Linked DNA regions of Mus musculus: all the other regions are linked to region 5. The links are chromatin contacts, called in public ChIA-PET, HiChIP or PLAC-seq and promoter capture Hi-C maps. All regions are on one chromosome and are shown on one strand. The core of a region is the stretch at or near the end of the contact, and the rest is flanking DNA. Distances in the headings are between cores, read along the strand shown.

What was found. Promoter capture Hi-C pulls out the DNA fragments that hold promoters and counts their contacts. ChIA-PET counts read pairs in DNA pulled down with a chosen protein or histone mark. HiChIP or PLAC-seq counts read pairs in DNA pulled down with a chosen protein or histone mark.
Region 1: a promoter capture Hi-C map of liver shows a contact between it and region 5, with 2.6 times the contacts expected there. The contact joins the enhancer-like site here to the promoter of Mthfd1l in region 5. A contact is called at or near these places in 5 of 39 promoter capture datasets (the C10 cell line, liver, maxillary cranial neural crest and 1 more), 1 of 484 Hi-C or Micro-C datasets (nephron progenitors), 2 of 115 datasets of contacts at active chromatin or transcription factors (extraembryonic endoderm stem cells and large pre-B cells) and 1 of 9 other capture datasets (adipose tissue).
Region 2: a contact with region 5 is called in an RNA polymerase II ChIA-PET map of memory CD8 T cells, with 31 read pairs. The contact joins the enhancer-like site here to the promoter of Mthfd1l in region 5. A contact is called at or near these places in 17 of 39 promoter capture datasets (3T3-L1-derived adipocytes, the C10 cell line, the HPC-7 cell line and 13 more), 3 of 484 Hi-C or Micro-C datasets (Kupffer cells, bone marrow-derived macrophages and embryonic stem cells), 18 of 115 datasets of contacts at active chromatin or transcription factors (T-cell acute lymphoblastic leukemia, bone marrow-derived macrophages, craniofacial prominence and 13 more) and 5 of 9 other capture datasets (adipose tissue, embryonic stem cells, liver and 2 more).
Region 3: an H3K4me3 HiChIP or PLAC-seq map of embryonic limb bud shows a contact between it and region 5, with 5 times the contacts expected there. The contact joins the enhancer-like site here to the promoter of Mthfd1l in region 5. A contact is called at or near these places in 20 of 39 promoter capture datasets (3T3-L1-derived adipocytes, the C10 cell line, the HPC-7 cell line and 14 more), 1 of 15 datasets of contacts at CTCF or cohesin (large pre-B cells), 8 of 484 Hi-C or Micro-C datasets (B-cell progenitors, Kupffer cells, LSK cells and 3 more), 30 of 115 datasets of contacts at active chromatin or transcription factors (the 230-238 cell line, DN3 thymocytes, Th17 cells and 22 more) and 6 of 9 other capture datasets (adipose tissue, bone marrow-derived macrophages, embryonic stem cells and 3 more).
Region 4: an H3K27ac HiChIP or PLAC-seq map of stem cell-derived neural progenitor cells shows a contact between it and region 5, with 5 times the contacts expected there. The contact joins the enhancer-like site here to the promoter of Mthfd1l in region 5. A contact is called at or near these places in 9 of 39 promoter capture datasets (the C10 cell line, the HPC-7 cell line, cranial neural crest and 6 more), 1 of 15 datasets of contacts at CTCF or cohesin (embryonic stem cells), 2 of 484 Hi-C or Micro-C datasets (cortical neurons and myocytes), 12 of 115 datasets of contacts at active chromatin or transcription factors (Th17 cells, bone marrow-derived macrophages, embryonic basal ganglia and 7 more) and 2 of 9 other capture datasets (adipose tissue and embryonic stem cells).
Region 6: a contact with region 5 is called in an H3K27ac HiChIP or PLAC-seq map of extraembryonic endoderm stem cells. The contact joins the enhancer-like site here to the promoter of Mthfd1l in region 5. A contact is called at or near these places in 9 of 39 promoter capture datasets (the 3T3-L1 cell line, the C10 cell line, frontonasal cranial neural crest and 5 more), 3 of 484 Hi-C or Micro-C datasets (cumulus cells and embryonic stem cells), 2 of 115 datasets of contacts at active chromatin or transcription factors (extraembryonic endoderm stem cells and stem cell-derived neural progenitor cells) and 1 of 9 other capture datasets (embryonic stem cells).

Annotation. Positions count from the first base shown.
Region 1 is chr10:3,632,894-3,635,593 of GRCm38.p6, reverse strand. No RefSeq gene overlaps it. Among named protein-coding and RNA genes, the nearest start is that of A330032P22Rik, 84 kb to the left of the region's middle. Within about 2 kb of position 1,278, at least 86 of the 459 cell types and tissues checked have an H3K27ac peak or open chromatin away from gene starts, as enhancers often do. A contact at or near this core is called in adipose tissue, extraembryonic endoderm stem cells and liver, where this site is marked.
Region 2 is chr10:4,354,723-4,357,422 of GRCm38.p6, reverse strand. It overlaps Akap12 (A kinase (PRKA) anchor protein (gravin) 12), which reads right to left. Exons shown (of 4, transcript NM_031185.3): 3 at 1-2,700. Among named protein-coding and RNA genes, the nearest start is that of Zbtb2, 32 kb to the left of the region's middle. Within about 2 kb of position 1,267, at least 52 of the 459 cell types and tissues checked have an H3K27ac peak or open chromatin away from gene starts, as enhancers often do. A contact at or near this core is called in the HPC-7 cell line, T-cell acute lymphoblastic leukemia and memory CD8 T cells, where this site is marked.
Region 3 is chr10:4,337,872-4,340,571 of GRCm38.p6, reverse strand. All of the region lies in intron 2 of Akap12 (A kinase (PRKA) anchor protein (gravin) 12), which reads right to left. Among named protein-coding and RNA genes, the nearest start is that of Gm40592, 29 kb to the right of the region's middle. Within about 2 kb of position 1,266, at least 57 of the 459 cell types and tissues checked have an H3K27ac peak or open chromatin away from gene starts, as enhancers often do. A contact at or near this core is called in craniofacial prominence, differentiating embryonic stem cells, embryonic limb bud and 1 more, where this site is marked.
Region 4 is chr10:3,526,305-3,529,004 of GRCm38.p6, reverse strand. All of the region lies in intron 2 of Gm30033 (a long non-coding RNA gene), which reads right to left. Among named protein-coding and RNA genes, the nearest start is that of Iyd, 13 kb to the left of the region's middle. Within about 2 kb of position 1,389, at least 1 of the 459 cell types and tissues checked has an H3K27ac peak or open chromatin away from gene starts, as enhancers often do.
Region 5 is chr10:3,971,779-3,974,478 of GRCm38.p6, reverse strand. It overlaps Mthfd1l (methylenetetrahydrofolate dehydrogenase (NADP+ dependent) 1-like), which reads right to left and starts at 1,404. Exons shown (of 28, transcript NM_172308.4): 1 at 1,001-1,404. The coding sequence starts at 1,224.
Region 6 is chr10:4,281,219-4,283,918 of GRCm38.p6, reverse strand. The region is part of intron 1 of Akap12 (A kinase (PRKA) anchor protein (gravin) 12); the gene reads right to left. The region is part of intron 4 of Gm40592 (a long non-coding RNA gene); the gene reads left to right. Among named protein-coding and RNA genes, the nearest start is that of Akap12, 16 kb to the right of the region's middle. Within about 2 kb of position 1,303, at least 45 of the 459 cell types and tissues checked have an H3K27ac peak or open chromatin away from gene starts, as enhancers often do. A contact at or near this core is called in extraembryonic endoderm stem cells, where this site is marked.

The DNA.
Region 1 (2,700 bases), core at 29-2,528, 340 kb after region 5:
GTGTAAATCACGCTAGACTGGAGGAAAGAATACACTTTTCTCTCTTACCATTCTGGAGAAAACATCTCAGTTGATTCACTTGAAATGGCCTCAGAGATGATCATGAGAACACTACTTAATGCGAGAAAGAGGAGTGTCATTTTTCTGGTGCCCCGGTTATAAAGCTACAGTTGTTCAACTAGGGTTTTCAACCAGGAACATGTTAAATGCTGAGCATGGTGGCACACACACTTGGGAGGCTGAGGCAGAACAACTGAAATTTGGAGGCTAGCCTGGGCTATGGGGGAAAGACGCTGACTTAAAGACAAAGGAAATTCAGTGTGATGTCTCCCTCTGAGCTCACTGGAAACGTATCTCCTCACTCTGTGTAGTTGTAACCTTCCACCCATATAAAGAGCCCAAGATTAGATAAGGTAGTGCATCACTTCAAGGTACATAGCCCTTCATAGAATATATAGGATTAGGACATCCACAATCACTCCAGGCAGAGGTAGGAGTTTCTCACTAACCTGGGTTGCGGATCCTGTAAGTGCCACCTGGGACACTTCTCTCCCATGCCCAGCGAGTGGAGAGAAAAAGTAGAGTCAGAGCTGCTGGCACAGATCCATGATTCCAGCCACTCAGGAATCTGAGGCAGTTCGAAGCCTGCTTGGACAGTAAAGCGAGTTCAAAGACATTCTGGGGTGAGATTCTGTCTCTAAATGCAACACAAAAAGAGGGCTGGAGATACTACTCAGGATAACGTGCGCGCGCGCGCGCGCGCACACACACACACACACACACACACACACACACAGAGGTGGGGCAGAGAGACAGAGAGACACTGAGAGCACTCCAGGAATTACAATTAAATGTGCTCTTGTAAGAACTTAGACAAGATCCATCCATTTGTCTAAGAATTTCATAATTTCATTGTTTTTAATAGCTCCGTAGTACTCCATTGTGTAAATGCACACATTTTCTGTATCCATTTCTCTGTTGAGGGACATCTGGGTTCTTTCCAGCTTTTGACTATAGAGCTTAGAACAGTGCCTGAAAGTAAGGGTAGTTTTGCATTGCTGTGGTTGAGTATTTGTCATTGCTGTTAGCAATGACAACAAGGGAGGTTTTAGTTCCGCACTGTCACTATAATCCCAATCAAGGGCTAGCACTGCTGCCTTGCTGACGTCAGTTATTATCTTCTTCCTTTCCTTATTAGTGAATAGTCATCCCTCCGGACTGTTGTCAGCCTGAGCTGCTGAATTCATGGCTGTTCTCCAGCATCTGCTTAGGGTTGAGGCTGTGGGATGCTGCCAGTCCAGCCATAGACACTGTGGACAACAGCATCCGTTCCTTTCACTGCTGAGTCCTAGACTGTCTGAGATGACAGTAACTGTGACAGCCACCTCCTCCCTCAAGTCTGAGTAAGAGGGTGTGGGGGAGGTAGGGAGGATGGCTCATGCTTTTCCTCAATGAGGCAGGGGGAGAGAGAAGATGGAAAGAGGAAGGGGGATGGAGAGGGGCAGGGGTTGTGGATCCTATGGGAGGAGGGGGACACTCCAGGCCACCCTTGAAACAAATGTTTCCAGTGACTCTCTCACATAAAAACAACTCTGCCTCCTCCCCTGCAAGAGCCCAACCAGCTGTTTCCACTTCCGTAGCATCTGGTCACTTACTGAAGTGTTTACTAACTTCTCATGCAGAACTTTTTAAATAGAGGAAAACCAGGAGCTTGTCTGTACCAACTAGACAACAGAGATAAGGGAGAATTCAGAGACAAACAACAGAAAAGCAGAATTAAGGCCTGGAATCCAGGCTTGATCAGGACAGCGGATTGATTGCTCTTCGAATCTGTGACTTTCCCAATCATTGAGAGGACTGAGCCCTCTCTATCCCACAGTGATGCTGGATGTAATGGACTACAAGGAGACCAGAGCTGCTCAGGAGCAACCCAGGATGACAGCAGGAACAACATCATGCTCGAAAGCCAACACCTGTGAAGCAAACAGAATCTCTGAGCTTGATCTCCAGCTCTGCCTCCTGGGAACTGTGTGACATGGGGTGAATTACTGACCCTCTCTGAGCCACTGTTTCATCATTTACCAAATGGAAAGAATAGTATTTGCAGTACTAACAATTTAAGCTTATCCCCAACTAGCTTACAAATAAATGAGACTCAAACTATGGTTATTTTATTTGGCGTTGACAACTACAGGGGTCACCTCTAATCTACTCTTCTAACTTCTGGCTTGGCTACCTCCCCAGCAGTGTACCCCAGATACTTGCTGAACCTCCAGACCATGAGCTCATTGTTCCTCTGCCCTCATGGCGGCTTCTTCCTCCTCTTTCTTCCTGGTCTCTCCTCCTCTGACCAGGTCACTCTAAACCCACCCACCTCTAATCCTTCCAGTAATTGGCTGTATCCAATTGTATTTAACCAATAGTTTTAAATCAAGGAACAAAGTTTGTATAACAAAAGCTTGTAATCATGAGAAGTCATTCGTAGACCCAGACGTCCTTGTATAAAAGCATTACAATACATAGCAATAGACCAAACCTCTACAAGTATTAGCTTCATAGGCTTGTTGTGGAGTTAAATAAATTAATATAAAGCACTTTTTTGAAAAATATTGCTTGGCCTTTCCTAAGCATTTCAGCAGCATCTGCTCTCTTTACTATGAGTACATGTAAGTTCTCACAACTACTTTAGAGGGCACAAAG
Region 2 (2,700 bases), core at 18-2,517, 380 kb before region 5:
TCTGGATGACACTCTGGACAATCTTATTGCTCTTACTCTCAAGTTCCAAGATCTCAGGTTCAGCCCTGAGGATTTTCTCTCTTGCTGCACTCTCCTTGCCGGCAGCATCAGGACCAGCATCTGGCTTGTTATCTTCATCTGATCTCTGTTTCTGGGATGCGCTCACTTCTCTTTGAAGGTCAGAATGTAGGATGCTTTCAGGAGCAGGAGTTACTATTATTGGGATGGACTCTGCCTGAGACTCAGGCCCCTGGGGCACGGTGTCCTCTCCATGCTGAAGAGTCCCGTAGCCACCGGTTTCGGAGAGCTTCTCAGCTGGTAATGATTGCGCACCTGCACACTCCAAACTTTCATCCATCTCTGAAGTTGCCACAGTTTCTTCGACCTTTTTCACAGCTTCGGTTGTTTGAGTGACTGGTGTGTCTGAGCTTTGAACTTGAACCTCTATGCAATCTGCTTTGTCTTGGTCTGGGAGAGAAGGGCTTCCTTCAAGGCTGCCCAGTGCCTTTCCCCTCTCTGAGTGAGGCATGTCAGCTGTCAGGACTGGCTTAGGGTGGGTTCCTTCATGCTCAGGAGCAGCTGTTTCCTGCTCATGTTCTTCACTGGCTTGCTCTGTCTTGGTCTCTGTTTCCTCCTTTTCAACGTCGGTTCCCATCTCTCTTTTCTCCGGGCTAATACTCTGTTCTTCATTACTCTCAGTTTCCTGACATCTGGCCACTTCCATTACTTCACTGTCACGTGTCAAGTCAGCAGTCTTTTGACTGTTGGGTCCAGTGTGCACAGGCACCTCCAGTTCTTTAACACACTGTCCGTCTTTGACTTTTTCTCCATCAAACTGGCCAGCCTCACCCTCTTGACCCACCTCAGCCTTTGCCAGAATAGGCACTGCCCCGGCAGCCAGCGCTTGTGTGGGTTCTAGAACATCCCTTCCTGGTTTTTCCCTGTGTTCTTCCTGGGCTGGAAAACTAGATGGTGTTGAAGGCCCCTCCGTCTGAGCAGCAGCTGCCTCCTCTTCAGTGACCTGTGACTGCTTGACGGCGGCAATGGCATTACTGTCCTGGCTGTCAACGGTCTCGTCTTGCTGTGTCCCGTTTGGAGTGTCTGAATCTGCGAGGGGAGTACTTCCATTTGTCTCACTGTCTGTCAAGGTTTCAGATGACTCAGGGGCCACAGCCTGTTCCATCAGCTGCTGGTGCTTGATAACCTGGCATGTGGTGGCACGGTCTACATCCTCTGTGACTTCAGGAACTTCAAGGCTCTCTGGGGTAGCCTGTACAGTCTCGGAGCCCTGTGCAAGATGCTCAGTTTCAGCTTCCTGCACGGGTCCTTCCGGCACAACATCCTTCTCTTTCTCGGTAGCCAGCACCTCGGAGTCCTCCTCTACCTCCTCCACCTTCTCCAGTGCTTTCGGCCCTGCTCTCTGCAGAGTCTGGGTTGCAGGCACCTGGGAGTCCTCTTTCACTTTGTCTGCAACGGCTTGGAGGACGGCCTGCGTCTGGCGCTCCTGTTCTTCCGTATCTAGCATGCCACCCTCTACCTCCTGAACTGGGGTGGCTTCCTCTGTGGTGTCCGGGGAGTCGGACAGCTGGGAAACTGCAGACACCATGTCTGTGGTCTCTTCTGCCCCTGATGCTTCGGTAAGTTCTTCAGCGCGGAGCGCCTCTGTGGTTTCTGCGGCTGTCACTGCTTCTGAGGTAAAATCCACTTCACTGGTGACTATGTCGTCATGGGCATCTTTGCCCCCTGGTAAAGTCTGGGCGAGTGCAGGAGTTGCTTCTGCAGTGATGTCTTTTTCAGTGACCTCTCCAACAGGCGGTGTGGCCACTCCCTCTGCGTGCTCAAGAGGTTCTGTCATGGAAGCAGATATCCACGAAGGGGACCGCTCTTCGGCACTGGTGACTGCCCTGGTCCCATCAATGACCGCGACACTCACGGTGTGAACCAGAGTCTTACTAAGCTCCTCAGACACATACACAGCCCCCTTCAGCTGGGGCAGCTCCACGTTCTCCTGAGCTCGCTGCGCTTCCAGCTTCTCTCTCTCTACCGCATCGTACTCAGACAGAGGCACAACAGCTGGGACGTCGGGGTCGTCCTCATTGATCTCTCCTGGCCCCGAGTCTTCAACGGCGGCCTGTTCTTGCTTCCCATCTGCCCTTTTCTTCCGCCGTCCAGGAATAAATTTCTTAATGGAAACCCAAGATTCCTCTCTACTTGGTTCGATCTCGGAGGCCAACTGCTCTGCACCGGAGTCTTCGGCTCTCTCTTCCAGTTTTGACTTGGATTTTTTTCGTGGAGTGACTAATCTCTTAAATGACTCCCAGGTGGAGACGCCCTCCCCTTCAGAAGGGCTTCCAGCTGGCTCGGGTGAGGAACTTCCGTGCGCTTGGTCTTGTTCCTGGGTGCTGGCAGGAAGAGCATCTGCTTCTTTGTCTTTGCTAGCCTCCTCCGCTCTGTGGCCATCCCCTCCCAGTGTTCTTGGCCCTCCTTCATCATCTGAAGAGGATGCCTTCCTCGCTCTCTTCTTGGACGATCCGACACAAATCAACGCCTCCCAAGACACTGAAGTATCCACCCTGCGCTTTGGCTCCTCTGACCTTTGCTCCTCGCCAACCGCTCTGACCTCATCCTGCATTCCAGACGCCGTGCTCTCCGTGGAGGACAAGGTGGCACTCTTGACCTTATCCAGCTCTTCTTCCTTGT
Region 3 (2,700 bases), core at 17-2,516, 370 kb before region 5:
GGGCTCCGGGGATTAAGCACAGATTACAGCTGAACTGTGGAGCCCTTGGAGTCAGGGCAAGGGGTTGAGTCTGCAGGGCTTCCAGCTCCTGCACAATCACCTGCCTTAGATTTGCCCCACTAGACAGAAAGTGGGAAAGCTTAAAGGTCCCTGGAAGCAACACTGACTCAGGGTACATTTCCTTGTCCCCTTAAAAGTCTATGCATCTAGCCGGGCGGTGGTGGCACACGCCTTTAATCCCAACACTTGGGAGGCAAAGGCAGGCGGATTTCTGAGTTCGAGGCCAGCCTGGTCTACAAAGTGAGTTCCAGGACAGCCAGGGCTACACAGAGAAACCCTGTCTCGAAAAACCAAACAAACAAACAAAAGTCTATGCATCAACAATACAAGCAGTTGTAGAAGAGATCTTTCTCTCTCGGTGTACAGTAACTACTCAGTACAGCTCTCAGCAGTCCTACCACTGTGAAGACAACTGCTATTCACACAGCGAACGGGGCTCAGACTCACCAGGATCGAGACGAGGGCACAAACTCGAAAGGTCCAAGTCAATAGCAATGGGCATCTTCATATCGCCCTCCCCGCACCCCGCCAGCAACCCATCTTCTCCTGTCCCGAGGATAGGGTGGGATGAGTATTCAACCAGACTTAGAGCAAAAAAAAAAAAAAAACAAAAACAAAAAAAAAACAAAAAAAAACAAAAAAAAACAAAAAACAAAAACCATTTTGGGGGAAAAGCTTCATTTAAACTGAACTTGCAGCAACCCCGTTTCTTCATCACCTCTCCTATAGGACAGTACAACCGTGTAACAACGATTTACAGGTGGTGCAAGGACTCTAGGAGTGTTTAAAAGCACAAATGGCATGGGCTGGTTGAATAAAATCACTTTTTCTCTAATGGACACATTTTAAAGGAGTCTTAGAACTAATTTCCCACAAATGTCAAGAGACAACCACACTTAGGAGATGGAGATAACACACACACACACACACACACAATTTGGAAGCTTAAAAGAAAAAAAAAATAAAACTTTCCTCCTATATTTCACAGAAACGTTAAATATTTTAATCTAAATTTAGCCGTTGAGTTTAGGTGACACCACTTCGTAAAAACAAACAAAAGGTGCAACACCACAAAAACTATACTATTCACTATCCAGGTTTAGAATAGCCAGTGCTCTCTGTCCCCAGGCACAGCTTACTGTGTGGGACATCTGGAACTGTTTAACTTTCCCCCCACGAGCTCCTGGAGTCTTTCCAGAATTCTCTGCATTCTGAACCCACCCCTTATATCAAAACACGCCCAGCTCAACTCTGCTCGTCCTGGCGCTCATCAGCCATGAACCCGCCAGGCAGAAAAGCTGCTTAGCGGGGCTTAACACCGAAATGTAAAAGGACCAGCCAGGTGACACCATTACTATGCGGCTCTTTGGCCACCGTGATGCAAGGGTGCCCTGATAGCATCATCTATGCCTTCAGAAAGAGATCCTCTATGAGGTACTCTGAAGCTAGGCGTGGGTAACTTCCTTTTATGACATGAGGAAGCTCACCACTCAGGGTTCTCCCAATTGTTGGAAACAAACAGTGGAGGCCACCAAGCACCAAAAATACTGAGTCAACGGCCGCAGAGACCAGCGCAGCACCTCAACTCTCTGGACTACTGTTCTGTCCTCATCACAAACCGGAACCAACACTGACACCGATCCCAGCCATGTGCAGCATATTGCTCCCCCACCAATAATTTGCATAGAAAAGTACATTATAAGCTCTCTACAGTATGCACAAATGCTTCTGTGGCTTAGGTTTTGTTTTGTTTAATTAAAAAAAATGTAAATCTCACTGGCTCTTGTCCCCCCCCCCCCCCTTCAAGGACACCACTGGCTCTTCCCCTCTCTCTCCATTTTTTCAAAAAAAGACACACTTTGTAGCCCAGGCTAGCCTCAAACCAGAGTTAATCCTCTGCCTCCGTTTCCCAGTGCTGCTGGATGTATAGGAGTGAGCCTCCACACTTGTATCCCCAATTACTCTGCAAGATAAAGAATGATGTTAACTATCAGTTAACCTGAAAAAAAAGTGCGTGAATGAATGAAAATAGAAAAAAATGCCTTAAAAATTTATTTTTAATTATGTTATATGTGGATGTTAGTGTATAGGAGTGCACATGAATGCAGGTGTCCCACAAGGACCGGAACAGAGGAGTATCAGGAGACTCCCTGGAGCTGAGGTTAAGTTAAAGTCACCCGTGAGCCACCTGATGTGGGTGCTGGGATCACACCTCAGGTCCTGCTCATAACCGCTGATCCATCTCTCCAGCTCTGAAAGATACTTTCTCTTAACTCAAAAAAGTAGTTCTGGCAAGTTAAGTATGCATAATCTCTCTCGTGCACACATGCACGCACGCACGCATGCAGGAACACACCCTAGTAATAAATAAGATGCAAGTAAGTAGTGACTCTGGATTGGCACAGGTGGGAGAGTGCCCCTGCCTGGTGTACATGAAAGCCCGGTGCCATCCCTAGCACTGCACAAACTGGATGTGGTAGCAGTGTCCTGTAAGCCCAGCACTGGGAAGGAGACACAGGAGGACCAGAAATGGAAGGCACGGAAAGGGTGATCCTTGCCTAAGTAGGGAGTTTGAAACAGCTTAGGCTAGGTGAGACCCTGTCCTTTGCTGTCACAGCACCACTGTGCATCAGGGAAGGA
Region 4 (2,700 bases), core at 140-2,639, 450 kb after region 5:
TGGATGAGGACTCAGAAAAGGCGCACAGTAAGAGTGCCTTTCTCTTCTTGCCTCAGAGGAGGGGATTTGCGTGCTCAGAGAGCCAGGATAGTGTGATGCTTTGAAATTTATATTTGGTCTTCCTCCTCTTTCCTAGCACCCAACTCTCAAGTCCTTGGAATCTCCCATAATGCCTTCCCATGCTAAGGGGTGGAGTGATGGCTAGCAACTGCTGGGTAAGATGGGGAGGAAAAAACTCTCTAATCCAAGCCTGCAGATGGTATCTGACACATAGAGGGATGATGGGCCAAGAGAGATGAGGTGCTTAACAAAAAGAAGAAAACTGCTACCCTTGAAGGAGGAGCCTCTAGAACCAGGCTCTGCAGAGTTTCCCTCCACAATTTCCTTTAACTCATTTAAAGTCATTATCCCCAGTCAGATTTGAGACTGGGGCCAGGCAATCAGAAACCAATGGCTTTTTCTTTTTTTATCCTAATGTGTATCTATGTGTATGCATGTGTTTACATGTTCCCGGGGTGGGGGTGCATATGTGTGTACAGGGGTGTGGCAGTCAGTAGGTAACCTCGGGTGTCATCCTCAGGAAGGGCATCCACCTCCTTTGAGATAGTCTGTCACTGGTCTTGGGCTCAGCTGATTAGGGCCAGCAGGCTGACTAGCCGTCCTGACCCTGCTTCAGTGCTGAGATTATAAGCAGCCAGCACTTGATATTTTGTGTGGGTTCTGGATATCAAATCGGGTCCTCCTGATTGCAAGAGCTTTATCAGTCCAGCTGTGCCCTGTCTCCTGTACCACCATACTATGGCCATTCTCAGGATCCACCCCAAACTGCAGACTTTTCCAAGCAAGGCAGGAATGAGGTCACCTTATACGGGACCACACTAAACTCCCTTACTTTCCTTACATCGCTTTTTCTGACATCCTAACTATTCCGAAAATATTCTCTCCACCCTTGTCTGCCTTCCCTCTACTTCTCTCTCTTCTCCTTTTCTCTCCTTCCCCTCTCCCTGTCCCCTTCCTCTTAGGGGTCAGGCTAGAGGCAGATCAAGCCACACCCAACTGCACCAGCCATTCCCAGAGCTGCTGTGGAAAAAAACCCTACAAGCCCCCTACTGAAAACCCATCTTCTCACAGAGCCCCCAGGTATCTGGATTCCAGGGAAATAGTTGGCTTCCTAAGTCCCATTTCCCAGGCTACCAGGTCCAAGGAAGACCTCAGAAGGCTACCAATGGCACCTTTGTAGTGGGTACACTTCAACTGACTGTGGCCCTCCTCCCCACTGCAGCCCTAGTCACGTGGGAACAGAGAACAGGAAGTCTGGGGATGATCCAATGGACACGGAGGCAATAGAGTGCCCACAACCAGGCAGTGGCAAAAGAGGCTCTAGCGTTGGAGAGCAGAAGCAGGGCTCTCAAGCATCCCAGAGAGGGGCTGCCTGTGGTTCTTTGGTATAGACCGAACCATGAGAGGCTTGCGTGTGGTCCACTCGGTTCACATCCAAGTAAGTTGCAAAATCATGCTTTTTATGGTATTTCAGAAAAGACTTCCTGTGGCAGGAGGTTCTGCTGTCCCTAAATCCATCCCTGATTCGCACTCTGTAATTGCACTAAATTTGTAAATGAAGAAACTCAAGACTGACAGCACCCACAGCCCAGGCTCAGTTACCTGCACCTCCTTTCTCCTTCAGCCTAGAAGCCCACTCCTCCCTCTGGTGAGCTCGAAGGGAGGTACTAGGAGCCCTATGTCCTGAGCAGCCTGAAGCAGGTTGCAATATGGGCTGATCTGGGAAGCAGACATTTGCTCCCAGCAAGAATTTGCAGGGGTACCTGTTGTGGATTTGGTGTAACACTCGTATTATGTTAATTGGGTTCCCAAAATTGCACGGGAATCCTGCATGTGAGATGCTGAGGGTCCCTGCCCCCAACTGATTGGTAAATAAAGTTGTTAGCGGCTAATGACTGGGCAGGGAGACAAAAGTGGGACTTTAGGATTCCTGGGCAAGGGGGACGGAGAGAGGAAGGAGGACTTGGAATCTCTGTGCCAGGAAAGGAGTAAAGTACAGGCTTCAGGAGTAAAGTACAGGAAAGAGCGGTCCCAACCCTGTCTCCCATGGATTGGGTCTAGGGCAGCAACAGTGGAATATAATAATAATATTATTATTAAAATAAGAACTCAGGAGTATCACAGGGGAGGTATTACACTTGGATATTTGGAAGTGGCCCAACTATTTTGCTGATTGAGGCATATTAAATATAAGGCCATGTGTGTGTGTGTGTGTGTGTGTGTGTGTGTGTGTGTAACTTTAATTAGGGAATCAAGAACATTGGTGTGGGTAGCGTGGAACTCGTACCGCTGGGGCAATTTAAAGTAGCATTAATCACCTACAGCAATAGGTGCCACATCCATGAGGACAGAGCAGAAACCACGCCTGGAAGAATCTTAGCCTTCAGACTTCCCTCGTAGGAGAAGGGGAGAAGCAAGGGTTGAACATCTTGCTAATTAAAGTTCTAAGAAAACTTCTTAGTGGAAGAAAAACTCAGCGCAGTGTGACGTGTGTTTTAATAAACTTGGAGGTTACGCACTTTGGAAGGAGGCTTTGTCATCAGGTGGGACTCAGTCACATTTTTAGAAAGTGGTAAACTGTGGGGCCTTAGTCCTAAGTGGGTTTCTGTAGCCACAAAAGCCAGTGTTGGGGTCACACTC
Region 5 (2,700 bases), core at 155-2,654:
AACTGAGCAGTCTCCCTAGCCTGAGCTTCCATTTTTAAACAACTGGTAGAAAAACAGAAATAAGGATACTTCATAGCACGTGAAAACCACATGAAATTGAAATGTCAGTGTCCATAAAATGTTGGATTTTATCAAAAAACTGTGAGAACGTTTTTCCTTATTACAAACGTACCCATGTAACATTTTAAATTCTGCTTTTTAGTTCACTGAACCTTAAGTATTTACTGTCATGCTCATTACACCAAGTTTGTAGAGCTTAGTTTAGTTTATTGTAAAAATAATGACTACTTGTTGCGGGATATATGTGTGACAGCCCCTGGGGGCAGATTATTTTTGCTCATTTGTTTCCATAGCCCCAGTTGGGAATCAAAGCAGAAAAGGGCTTTCCCGCCCTTTGCAGGTAGGTGCCTCTGCACAGCAGTGGCCTAGCAAACTCACTATAGGGTCTGACCAGATGACTCTGCTCAGATCACCACCGGATATAGAATGAACTTTCCAGATACTGCTGCACCGGAACCTGTGTGCTCTCTGAGCAGCGATGCTCCGGAGCGGACCGTACGCCTAGACCTAGAGGGCTTCCGCAAGGGGTTTAGCCCGCCCCTCCTTCAGTAGTGGGACATCAGCAGTGGCGGGATTGTAGGGCCATCCTCCTTGCTTCTCTCCCGCCCAGGGCCGCACCGCCCTTTTCCTGTCGGCGCCACGCCCGGCGCGGTTGCATCAGAGCCGGAGGCGGGCGGTGCACGTGGAGCGGGGCGTGCGGTCCGTGAGGCGCGCGCCGGCTGGGGGGGATGCCCTCATCTACCGGGTCCCATACTCCGGACGTTCCCCTTCGCCCCCACGCCCTCTCTGCCAATCGCAAGGCGTCTCTAGCAAGTCGGAACCAAGCATTCTCTGTTTCCCGCCCTACGAACGGTCCCTCGGGTCTCCCAGCGGCCGAGAGTGCCATTGGGTCCTTGGGTCCCTGGCTAGGGACCTGCCTGTAGACAAACAGGACACTCACCTGACGATGGAGTCCATCCCGGGGGCTTCCGGATTGCCTGGGCCATGGCTGCTGAAGGTTTGGCCATCCTGCAGCCGCCGCCCGCGTAACCCCTCGGGGTCACCACCTCCGCTGCTGCTGCTTCTGCTGCCTGAGCGACACAGCTCACGGAGGCGACACGCCGGGCCCGAGGGCAGCTGCTGGCGGCCGAGCTGGCGAAGCAGGAGAGGGAGGCGGACGCTCATGCTGCTGCAGAGTGCGGGGTGACTGGTTATCCCCAGGCGCCGAGATGCGGCTGCAAGTTCTTCCCCGGGCTGGCGTGGGAGGCACCAGAGAGCCAAGCGGCACAGTAAAGGGCCAGCAGCAGGAAAGACTAGACTCTTCCTCGTGGGAGGAACTGAGGCCCCTAGGGGGCACTGTACCAAGTGGCCGTGACGTTAACAGGGCGGGGGCCAGCGGACGTGAAGCTTTTGGTTGGAGTTGCCAGAAAGTCAAGGCATAGGAGGTGGGGCATCAGCGTGGTGCTGAGCCCTTGCCCTGAGATTGTATGGCCAGCCCTTCTGCCTCAAAACCTGATGCCACCCTTGGTCTTCATAATGCAGCTCACTTTCCTCAGGAGGTAGTGGTCCTAAGTCCAGTTTAGACCTTCAGAAGGAAGTGTTTATTACGTGGGAGGTGGCCTAGGGCTAAATGTCGTTCTTAGAGTTTGCAATGCAAATGCTGGTTTTGTAGCCTTAAGCAGATTAACGTCAATGGTTTTAGGACTGAGTCTTCCAAGTTTATAATTTCCAAGGCTAGTGGGAATAACATAGTAACTTTGTAGACCACAAATGAGGTAGGGTAGAATTTGTGCAAGGCAGAGACCGTTTTTTGAGTGCTCACGCTGTCTTGTGTGCTGGAAAGATATATTTATTAACCCCAACAGATGTAAGAAATGGAACGCCATTCGTCTGATTTCTAACCAGGAGAACCTGCGATCAAGAGAAGTCATTTGGTTTGCTGGCAGAGCTGTGAGCTTGCCCAATTCCACGTGCCCTCCTCCTCTTCCTCTTTTTAAGTTTTACTTGTGTCCTTGAGCTTGCAGCAAGTAAAGGATAGGACAACCTGAAGAAACCAGTTCTCTGATTCTATCTTGGGGTCAGCAGCGGCGTGCTGAGGTGCTGGGCAGAAGGATTGTTCTAGGGATAGAACTCAACTTCATAGGTTTGGCAGCAAGTGACTATACCTGTTGAGCCACCTCACTGACACACGGGGGCCATGTTTTTGAAATGCATGGACAAGCAGGTTCCAAAGAGGGTAAAAAGTTTAAGAAAAAAAAAAATACACACATCTAGTTGGAACTTGGAGCCACAGAAACTTACTCCCTATGAAAAGTGCCTACGATGAGGTTGAGTCAGACAGTGTTTACAGGATATCCTCTGCCTTCCTCACTGCTGTAGGTTGGATATGTGTCCCAAAGGTCCATATATTAAAAACCTGGTCACCCTCTTGGTTACTGGGAGATGGAGGCATATTTTAAGAGTTGAAGCTTATACATGGAGGAATTTAAGCCCTTAGAGATGAGCCCATGGAAGGGATATTGGAATCTATCTTCTGGCCATGTCCATTCATTTATTAGGGCAGGTTTGATAGATGTCCCTTTTAGATTGGGGATCCCTAAACACAACATTTCTCATCTGTGGAATAAACTCAATACTGTGCGACATCTCCCAGGACTGTGG
Region 6 (2,700 bases), core at 54-2,553, 310 kb before region 5:
ATCATGTCACCAGGTTGAGCCTTTTTCTCCTTTGAAAACCTTGAGGTTTTTCAGTAGAGTATATGTGTGTGTGTGTGTGTGTGTGTGTGTGTGTGTGTGTGTGTGCGCGCGCGCGCGCGCGCACATGGGGGGGGGGGTCAACCGTCCTGGGTTTTATCCCATTACAGGGCAGGCCTCTCTCACTGGCTGTATTCGCCGTTTTAGCCTTTATGGTGGAGCACTAATTTACAATTCTGGGCAAAGTACAGTTTCCCTAAGCACAAGTTCTCCATAGACCGCAGGTGCCGTGGTCATCTGTAATTCTACCCGGTCAAGTTCAGTCCCCCTAAAGTGCCTAACATCACCAGAGAGGATCCCCAGTTCGCTTTATGTGTATGTTTGCACACAGGATTTCCTGTACCCCAGGATAGCCTCTTATTCTGTAGAGTAAGCTGGCCCAAGTGCTGAGATAACAGGAGTTTGCTACAGATGAAACCCAGGGCCATGTGTAATGCCCAAGTGTTGTATCAACTGAACTGTATTCCCAGCAGCCCAGATCCCCAGTTCTTCTTAAAGGACTCTCCTTCCTTTTCTTGCTAAGGGTACTTAACTCCTGTTTTCTCCCCCTACTCCTCTTCTCTTGCCTATGACTATTACTAGTTTATTTTAATATGTGTATTTCTCGTCTATGAGAGTATATGTCACCTGTGTGTGGGTTCCCAAAGAGGCCAGAAGGGACCATCAGATCTTCTGGAGCTGGAGTTATACGCAGTTCTGAGCCTCCGATGTGGGTTCTGGGAACCAAACTCAGGACCTCTGAAAGAGTGGGAAGCTCCTACTTATCAATCTTTAAAATAAAATCTATTTCAGGTTCACACAGCCACAAATATATATATCTCAATCCCACATATGACTTTCCTTTTCTTGGAGACACAGGCTTTAACAGTGAATCTGAACTTTGAATCCAGCTCTCCAGAGATGGAGATGGCAACTTCATCCTGCCTGCCGCCTAATTTGCTTAAGATGGCAGCATTAGAGCTGGAGAGATGGCTCAGTGGTTAAGAGCACCGACTGCTCTTTCCAAGGTCCTGAGTTCAAATCCCAGCAACCATATGGTGGCTTACAACCATCCGTAATGAGATCTGACGTCCTCATCTAGTGCATCTGAAGACAGCTACAGTGTACTTAGATGTAATAATAAATAAATCTTAAAAAAAAAAAAAAAAAAAAAAAAAAAAAAAAAAAAGATGGCAGCATTCTGGGAGAGGGATCTGCTGGGTTCCAGGGCTCAGAGAGACTGCCTGAGAAGCTTTCTCTGGCCAGTGTAATACTTTAAACCGTGGCCTACTTCCCTGATTCCTCGCATTCCTCGCATTCTTTCATGTCATAAGGGACTTGACTTGAAATCTCACTGTTTTCAAGAATCTAGATAGCACTGTTGGGTCTCAGTCTGTCACCACAAAAATCTCCACATAGAATAGCAATTTAAAAAAATCTTATCTAAAGACTCCAGCTTCTACTAAAAGAAGTACTGGTTTTCATGTTGATCAAAGCAAACAAGTTTAGTTTATTATAAACAAAACAAAAGGCTTACTTAAGACTTACTTGAATTTCTTTCAAGGAAATTTTAGCCCTTGAGGCTTTGCAATCAAGAGTATGTGTGTATAAAACTCAACCAACCTGGGTTTTGTTTCCATTACAGCCCAGTATTCTCTGCCTCACTTTTATTTACCATTTTGTGCCAAGACTGGGAGAAACTGTGATAATAAGGAAGGATTTGACAACATTTATAACATTCCCTACCGTGTGAGTGACTTATTTTATACAAAACAGAGCAGAGAGATTTCGAATTTCCATTTAAATGTCCACAGTTACAATACAGAAGTTGGAGCTCAACTCTAAATACTGATTTGCTTGTATATGTCATTTCTGAAGCAATTAAAAAATTCTCAGCTCTCGGGAGGCAAAGGCAGGCGGATTTCTGAGTTCGAGGCCAACCTGGTCTACAAAGTGAGCTACAGGACAGCCAGGGGTATACAGAGAAACCCTGTCTCGAAAAACCAAAAAAAAAAAAATTCTCATAACCCAGGTGGTGGTACACACTTTTAGTCCCAGCACCCAGGAGGCAAAGTCAGGAAGATCTCTGAATTTGAGGCCATACTGGTCTACAAAGAGAGTTCCAGAAAGCCAGGGCTGCACTGAGAAACCCTGTTTCAAAAAAACAAAATAACCAAACCAACCAACCAAACAAGCAAACAAACATCGATCATGGAGAGTGGATGTGTAATGGTACCCACCTGTATCCTCATCATTTGGGAGACTGAAGCAGGAAAACTGCCTTGAATTCAGGGCCTGCCTGGGATATACAGTGAGACTTCGATTCAAAAATTGAAACAAACAAAAGTGGCCAGTTGTTAGTGATCTAGAGACCATCTTGTTCCACCTCACCTGTCATTTGCACTGTAGTGTCAAACCAAGTATAAATTCAGGGTAGAGATGGCACAGCATGGAACTGTCTACAGAATTTAGTGCTCACCCCCCCAGTGAAGAATAATTCCAAACAAAAGCTTCTAAAAAGGCATTCTCCAAAATGTCTGCTAGGACTTAGCTTAAATGATTGCTAAGAACCAAATGTATAAAATCTAACAATCATTAAAGCAAAGGATAAGGGCGCAAACCTGTGAACCCTGGGGTCAGGAAGCATCTATCTAAATACATTAA